Regions from separate parts of the Mus musculus genome. Here region 2 is linked to region 1. The links are chromatin contacts, called in public promoter capture Hi-C maps. All regions are on one chromosome and are shown on one strand. The core of a region is the stretch at or near the end of the contact, and the rest is flanking DNA. Distances in the headings are between cores, read along the strand shown. Region 1 holds the start of Farsb (phenylalanyl-tRNA synthetase, beta subunit). Region 2 holds the start of Mff (mitochondrial fission factor).

What was found. Promoter capture Hi-C pulls out the DNA fragments that hold promoters and counts their contacts.
Region 2: a contact with region 1 is called in a promoter capture Hi-C map of pre-B cells. The contact joins the promoter of Mff here to the promoter of Farsb in region 1.

What each region holds. Positions count from the first base shown.
Region 1 is chr1:78,486,109-78,490,584 of GRCm38.p6, forward strand. Farsb (phenylalanyl-tRNA synthetase, beta subunit) reads right to left here and starts at 2,789. Exons shown (of 17, transcript NM_011811.4): 1 at 2,677-2,789. The coding sequence starts at 2,734.
Region 2 is chr1:82,722,828-82,727,009 of GRCm38.p6, forward strand. It overlaps Mff (mitochondrial fission factor), which reads left to right and starts at 2,063. Exons shown (of 9, transcript NM_029409.3): 1 at 2,063-2,257. C430014B12Rik (a long non-coding RNA gene) reads right to left here and starts at 3,094. Exons shown (of 4, transcript XR_865578.3): 1 at 1,960-3,094.

The DNA.
Region 1 (4,476 bases), core at 1,539-4,038:
ATGAAACCGCTTAAGGAAACTTAGCAGAGGAGAGATGGCTCAGCAATTGAGAACACTTGTTACTACTGCAGAGTACCCAGGTTTGATTCCCAGAACCCACGTGGTGGCTTACAGTCATCTGTAACTCAAGTTCCAGGCCATCTGATGCCCTCTTCTGGCCTCCACAGGCACCAGACACGCATCTGATGCAAAGCAAAACACTAATACATATAAATTGGTTTAAGTCTAAATAATAATAAAGATGGTGATGACTTAAGAAACAACTTAGAAGCAGATTCTCCAGCCCCAATGAGCTCTTGACCCCACTTCAGATCTGCAACTTGGAGTAAAATACAGGACCACCAAATATCAAATCTTAACCATCAGAAACTAAGTAGCAAACACTCACTTTGTAATATGCAAAAATCTTGTCAGCCAAATGGCAATAAATCAAATTGTATGCATTACTAGAATATATTGAATCTTATTCCTTATTCCTTTAAGCTATATTTTTAAAACTTAAATGAAAGAAAGAAGCAAAAGTAAAACCATGAATAAGTCCCTACAATAAAATGGTAAACCTAAAAACCTGTGTGGCACACAGGTGGCTCTGACAGTACTTACTGTACCAAGCTAGAACAGGGCCCAGGCTGAAGAGCAATCAGAAACCAGTTCACAAGAAAATGAATATCAAAGAACAAACAAAAAGTAAGTAACAAGAACACAACTGAACAGAAAGGCAATCGCAAGGAGGATTAGGAAGACAGAGCTGCGCCAAGGGCAACAGGGGAAAGGAAATGCCCTGGGCAACAAAAACTGCCAAGAGAAATGGAAGGTGACGGCAGCTGGAAATGACAGTGGGGTTCAGATGGGCAGCAGCCCTAGAGGGCTCAATAAGGTGACATGTAAGAGCACAAAAAAAGAGAAAGAGGCAAACAAAAATGGAAAAAAACAAAAAAAAAAACAAAAAACAAATGACACCCACACTTCATTTGGAAACTACCTGTTCTGGTGAATAGCCTTTTCCAACTCCAACCACCACTGAGCTGACATTTAAAAAGATTTCAAGAAAGAAGGCAAGAGAAACAATGAAGATTAGTACTAACCCATCTGGTGTATACCTTAAATACCATCAATAGGTATGAAAGAATTTCAAAAGAGCCTACAGTTCACAGTCGGTGTGGGGAAACCAAGCTTGTTGGATCACTCACCATTTTAAAGTGGAAGGAAAAGGAAACAGCCAGGGAATGTATTAAAACATTATCTGATGATTGCGAGCAGGTCATAAGCCTCATTGTCTTTTAAAATTTGGACAATCTGGTACTTTTCCATAGATAAGGGTCTGACTAGGAACTGATTCCAAGTTGTTCATCTTGCCACACACCATCATATGAACTTCAGAGACAGTGACCACCAGGAGAGAGAATATGATTTAGAGTAACAGGGCAAGTGAGGTATATTAATAAGCTTACTATATAAGGGAAACTGGTTAGGAAATTAAAACCACATTCCAAAAGCAAAGCGATTTCCTGTTTCTAAGGCCTTGGTCACAACTATAATTGTATCACTTGGGAGACTGAGTCAGGAGGATTGCCACAAGTTTAGAGTCAGCCTGGACTTCAGAATAAGGTTCTGTCTCCAAAAGAACAACGACAAAATCCGACAAACACAGGGGGTGAGTAATATCTAAAGTCCATCCTTAGGAAAAAAAAATCTTAAAAGTTTACTTGTACGACATCAGTACTGTGGTGTTATGAACCTGCTCCATTTTGTCCTCTAATTTTGGCCTCTAATACTCAAAAACAAGGAGGCTCTCATAAAACACTCGCTCTGACCTTTATAGAAGCTGATAACTACAGGGTGAGGCTGATACCATTTCAACTTACTACATCTGTGTTGGAAATGATAATTTGACTAATATTTACCTCCCTTCCCCCCCCCCCCACAATGGTTTAGTTTTAGAACTGAGAAAGAGGGAAGTGTGTCATGAATGCTAAGCCCATAGAAGTGATTCCATTTAGGGGTCAAATCAATGTTAACTATCAAATGCTACCCCTGCACAAAACCTGGTTTCCTTTCCCAGAAACATTTAGCATGTCCAATAAACCGTTTTACTAACATCATGGTTTGTTATTTTTCTCATGTATGTGTCATGTGCACAGCTCTACTCCCAAACACTGCCTGACACACTTCTGGAGCCTGGTCAACACTAAAATAAAGCCAATGCCGGGCTTGGTGGCACACGCTTGTTATCCCAGCACTCAGAAACTGAGGCAAGAAGACCGACAGTTCGAAAACAGCCTGGGCTACATAGTGAGACCCGCATCTTTCTTAAACGTCTCCCCTTCGCTGTCAATCTGGTTCCACAGCCTACAGTTGTGATGGAACCCAGGGTACGTTTCCTCGTCTGTGTCCCGACACCAAAGTCCGTGCTGGGCACGGAGTTGGAGCTCGGTCTCTAAATGAATGACACGGAGAGCCCGACACGCGCTGATGATGCAACGGAGCCACCGCGGAGCTGGTTCCGAGAAGCTACTTCAGCGCAGCCGAGTCTCCTCGCCCAGCAGCGCGCCCCTGAGGACTCTGGCCGTGCCGGGCCAAACCCCACGTAGCGGCATGAACGCCGCCAGCACGTTCTTCTGCAGGGCGAGCAGACTTCCCCAGGCACCGAGCCCAAGCCACGGGGCGGGCACTCACTGTAGGTCCGGCCCAGGGCTTGGAAGAGCAGGTCTCGCTTTACGCTGACAGTCGGCATGGCGAGTCGTGGACACTGCGCCTGCGCCACATGCGGGGCCTCAGCGACCCTAGAGTGAAGGACCCGACGCTCCGCTCTTGGGCTGTCTCACGTGATGCCTGTCTAAATTCAACCATTTGCACATCCGTTTTCCAGCCGAATATAGGAAAACACCTCTCTCTGGATTATTTAACATAGTTCTGTTGTGACGATAACCAAAAAGTTTGGAAAATAGGTGTAATCGGGTGGAATTATCTCTATTTTGACAGGCAAGAGTGAGAACAGACCTCAGAGGCCTGGATGCTTCCCAAAGCCCTAGGGAAGATGCCAAGTTGGGTAGGCGGAGCGCTAGATTGGTGGGAAGGACTTCCAGGTAGAGAAGTCCGCCCAGAGGTATTTGAAAAGCAAGGTAAACGGATGCAAGACTTCCTGCAAAGAAGAATATGCAAATACTAATGGCAAGGTCTGTTAACAGGCCACATTTTTTTACTTTTTTGAGACAGGTTTCTCTGTCGCCTTGACTGTCCTGGAACTCGCACTATAGACTAGGCTGGCTTTGAACTCCGAGAACTTTTGAGATCCGTACCTCCCTAGTGCTGGGATTAAAGGCATGCGCCACCACTGCCGGGCTTTTACTTAATCCTTTAACCCTCTTGAAACTACAGATTTTATACCCGAGCCTTGTTCGAACGCAGCAGCAGCCCTGTGGGTAGGCGTTGTTAGAGACCGCAGGACTTTTCTGTCAGATGCTGTACTCAGCCTAAAAAGTGCACGAGCAGATTTGCTCCTTAGAATAACTCTGAGGGACAGTACGTCAAATCATGGGCCACTGAGATGTCAGGACTTAATCCCGTGTAGCCTGCAAATGCTACTTTATGTGGTATCAGAGCCTATGTGGAATAAGCTAAGGGTTTTGAGATGGAACTTAGCCTAGGTTATTAGGATGGGCCCTAAATGCAATTGACTGTAGACTCAATAAGCGGAAGGCAGTGATTCCAGTAAGGTCACTAAAAAAAATAAAGTCAGTAGTCTTCGAAACTGGAAGAGATAAGGAGGGAAATCTCTCCTAGCCTATTCAGCAGCCCCCAAAACACTTGGATTTGGGCCAGTGAAATTGCTTTTGGGTTTCTTGCCTCCAGAACTTGAATATAACAAAGTTCTGTTTCATCTCATTCATTATTCTTTATGATTTGAGATAAAGGCTCAACTCTATAGCTGAAGCAGTCCTGGAACTCATCCTGTAGCTCTGGATGGCCAGAAATTTTCAGAGTTTTAAGGTGTCCTGAAAGACAAGAATATAAGTTACCTCACCAGACTCAAGTTTCTGTTTGAAATCAAAAGTTTGTAGTACTTCCTTTCAGCAGCCATGAAAAAACAAATACATCAAAGCAGGAAGATAAAACAGCCATGGACTGTGGGACTCACCTAACCTGTAAGGCATAGCAGAAACATTGCTTCCTCAAGAGAAAATAAAGCAAGGACCAACACTGAGGAAGTGAGAACCCTTCACTTGAGGAAGCAGAACTGAGGCTAGACTTAGGCCATCATAACTCTTAATAAGTTTTCCACTGCACTAATTTCCACTTATGGCAAGTCCCACGTGTAGCTTTCTGACCCTAAATTCCAGTAAGTGGGCACTTACTGAGTTCACCAACTCAAATGCTCATCTCTCAGAAACATACAACTAACAGTATTTGGCTACTTATTAAGGGATCTATTAACTCAGGCATTTGACCATAACATTAACTCTCATACTTCATAAG
Region 2 (4,182 bases), core at 813-3,312, 4.2 Mb after region 1:
CCCTTGATAGGTTATTTCTCTGCTGCTGCTGAAATCAACCCATTTAAACCAGATTAGATTAGATTAAAGACAGGTTTATTGGGAAGATGCTGTCCGGCAAATGGGTGAGTTCACTGGTGCCAAGGACTGAGGACAAGGAAGTTGCCATGGGGAAAGGGAGGGATAAGAGAGAGAAAGGAGAGAGAAGGGGAAAAAAGGAGAGGGAGAGGAAGAGGGGTGAGAAAGAGGGATGAGTGAGAGGGAGAGAACACATTTAAAAGTCTTGATAATGTATGGCTTACCTAGCTTATCCATACTTACCCCCAAAGGCCTTGACTTGGAATGACAGGATAATGTTATTTAATCTGTCCGTAAAGGAGGATTACTTGTCACTATAAATTAGCAGGACACACCACCCACAGTAGGCCCCTTTGAAATAAAGATTATTTTGAGACAAAGACACTTAAAAAGTGTCTTCTCACATTTTTACAATTTACTACAATGGTCAGCTTCTGATACAGATTATAGATCCTAAGAACTTCTTTGTGTCTTCATTTTTCAATATTCCAACATACAAGCAAAAATTACTAATTAAAAGTGTATGCTTCCATTCTGTTCACCTGCTGTTTTATGCCAATTTAATTGGGGTCTCACTGAGACCTTCAGAAGGTAAAGGGAAATTTTGCTTATCTTAAACCAATATTAGGAAGGACACACAAGAATGAAATTCAGAAAGTTTGACACATTATTTTGAAGGAAAATAACACTTCTGGGGGATCATCTGAGATTTTCTTTGTTTGGGTTTTTGTTGTTGTTTTGAGTCAGGGTTCATTGTGTAGTGCTGGCAATCCTCCCACCCTCTTACTTCTGGTTCCTTAGAACTGTAGTTATAAGAATGAGCCAAAGATTGACTTTGGAAGTATTTTTAGATTCAAGACTATATCACTTGAGTAAATACTCTTCCTTTGCACAAGGGAGTGAGAAATTTGTTCTAGAATCACAGCTCATATCCACAAGCTTATGTCTCTTATATAAAATTGATGGTTGCAGATAACCTATGCACATCCTCACAAACACTTAAAACTGTTTCTAGATTACATATATTTAAACCAATATAAACATGTTAGACTCTATTAGTAGGAAATAACCACAAGAAAAAGAGCATGTATGGGCCTGGAGAGATGGCTCAGTGGTTAAGAGTTCTTCCAAAGGTCCTGAGTTCAAATCCCAGCAATCACGTGGTGGCTCACAACCATCCGTAATGAGATCTGACGCCCTCATCTGGTGTGTCCAAAGAAAGCTACAGTGTACTTACATATAATAATAAATTAATCTTTTTTTTTAAAGTATCAAGGTGTTTACTGTTTAAAAAAAAAAGAGTGTGTATGTTTGATATAGATAATGACACAGGCCTTCCACTCAATACTTAGCTGAGGCTGGTCTGGAACTCTTGATCCTATAGCTTCTAGCTCCTAAGTCCCTAATACTGGGATTTCAAGAGTGTGGCACCAGGCTCAACTATAATATGGAACAGATTGTAAAAAAAAAAATTCTTTAACCCTGGTTGGTTGTCACCAAGGATGAGAAACAGTGGGTGAAGTTGCTAGGTTATGAAAATAGAGGCACACGTCGTATTTCCTGATTTGGCTTCCCGTCTATCCTTCTATGAGCAAGTATGGTTCTTGCCTTCCAGAGGGGAGCCACAAGTTGGGTGTTTAGATTTGAAAGAGATTTCTGACCCCTACTATCTTGAAACCCAATTCAGCTTCCCCTTTTCTCGGATTCTTAATTTGTAAGTTTTAGGGAAATCACAATTAGACTGCTGAAGAATTACTTCCAATATTTAGTTATATATGCAAATTCGCGGGCCACCATAAGAATTTTTATTCAGGCGTTCCTTTAAAACAGGTTACCAGTTTACCTGCAAACGCAAGGTTCTTAAAGATCGCAAAGTCTAGAAACCCCCTCAACAGGAATCACCTGAGACGGAAGTACTTTGCCCACGACAAAAATGGCTCCGCGTCGACGTCTCAGGAGCCTGCATGCAACATCCGCCCTTCTCTCGTCACATGACCAGAAACCTACTTCCGCTACGGCTCCTGGAAGGGGTCAGTCCTGGCCGTTCTCGCGTCTGTCCCGGCCCGTCGCGGCCGCTCCGCCGCTTCTTTGCCCGGGCGCCTCGGTGCGCTCGGTCAACGGCCTCTGCGAGCGCTCACCCGAGTGCCCCGGAGCCGGCGGGCGGCGACCCTCTCTCCGGGGACTCTCCAGCAGGCCCAGGGTGAGTGCTCTAGTCTCCCCAAGCAGGACTCCGGGCCTAGCGCCGCGGCAGTGACACCCCTCTCCAGACTGGGCGGAGCGGCCCCGGCCTTGGCCCGTCATCAGGTCCCTGCCCTGTAAATATTTGGGACCGGCTTCTTCACCGTTTCTACCTCCGCATCTTGTTCTGTGAAACAAAAATCGAATTTTACTGACAAAACGAAAAACACCTATTAGTTTGGGGTTAGGAAACGGAAGGAAGCCTGTGAGTTTGGATCTGGGCTTTTTCGGGCATCTCTTCCACGGGCCCAAGCACCTCGCAGTTTGACCTTGAGTCTGTCGCGTTTAAAAGTAACTCTTTGTTTTGTGTAAAATCCGTATAACTAAAGGCCTTTGGGAGACCCCGGGCTGGCCATAGCATCCTTGCTCGCTGGAGGCGTTGCGGGCTATACCCCCGCACCCCACGCTAAGCTGGGGTCCAGGTCCCCCATAGCCCCTGACCTCCATTTGCTAAAAACTTGTCATTGCAAAACAAACAAGCAAACAAAAACAAGAAACAAACAAACAAACCAGCGTCCCAGTCCCACTAGCTCAGGAGCAGGACGCATTTTCTGGGAAGAGCAACGCTGTCTCTGAATTGGTGGTGCTCTCTAATTCCAGAAGACTAAAACTTGTGCCCAATAATGCTAAGCAGGCCTCCCACGGGGAGCCAGTGAATGGGGATGCCCTTTTTCCCAGGTGAGAAACATTCCTTTCTCCCTCAGTCGCTTTGGCTACTAATGAGATTCCCCAAAGAAAAACCTTTAGGGAAAGTAGGACCATTGAGCCCTATTTAGTATTCTGAGCGCAACTAGATTGCTTGAGGAGGGGTGTGTATGTGTGTTTATATGTGGATAACGGGTTGTCTAATTTTTGGTTTCGAGGACCTGTGAATTGAGATAGCTCCTCAGTGGTGTCTCTGAGTACATGTTTTTTTACTGAACTACTGGAAGGAACTGTGTTAGCTCTCTTCCTGTCTGATAGGGCTGCCTCATTTTAGATTTACAAAGTTTCTTCTGTTACTCTCTCCTTGCTGTTGTGACATTTTTGTTGTTAATAGATACGGGGGGGGGGGGTCCCTTTAGTAGGTTTTTGGGTTGTTTATATAATTCTAGATGTGAGCCCCCTGCCATATGACTACCCAACAAAGATCCCGTAGAATCTCTCTACTCTTAATTTCTACAGAAAGTTTGTATGTTACATGATGCCAGTTCTTGCTGGTGTTTCCTCAGCCTCTCGGAGCCCTTTGCAGAAAGTCCTTGCCTGTGCCTGTGTATCTTCAAGGTTTTGACTCAGAGCTTCAGCAGTTCTTAGATTAGACCTTTGATTCACTGCGACTTAATTTTTTTAAATAGTTTTGGTTTTGTTACATATGTTTATATGCGTACAGCAAGTTTATGGTTCAAAGGTAGTGAATATTAATTAAGGGTAAATAGTCCCTTAAAAATAGATTTGTGTTTTTAAAAATGAAAGCCAACCTAAAGAAGAAATTGAGTGTAATGTACGGGACCCCGATGAAATTGGAAAACATTGCGGATGTTTGGGTGTGGCCTAGAAAGTGGAGCTGTGGTATCAGATAGGAGTCTGAAGGAGATTTATCTCAAGGTATACAACAAGCATGTAATGACCAAAGACGTGGGAGTAAAACCTTAGCCCCAAATTAAGTTTATTTGTTACCAAAGAATACCCAAAGTACCATAGTTTTAATGAGAAAGAAAAAATAATTAGGTCCTCCTCTGTTTTATTGAAACATACAATCTAAAAACTGAGGCAGTAGTATTGTCTTAATACAGTCCTCATTTTGTGGTAACCAACTATAAAATTATTACTGTTGTTAGTTCATAACTGCAATTTTGCTATTGTCATGAATTGTATTATAAATATCACAAAAGTGTCCAACCACTGTGG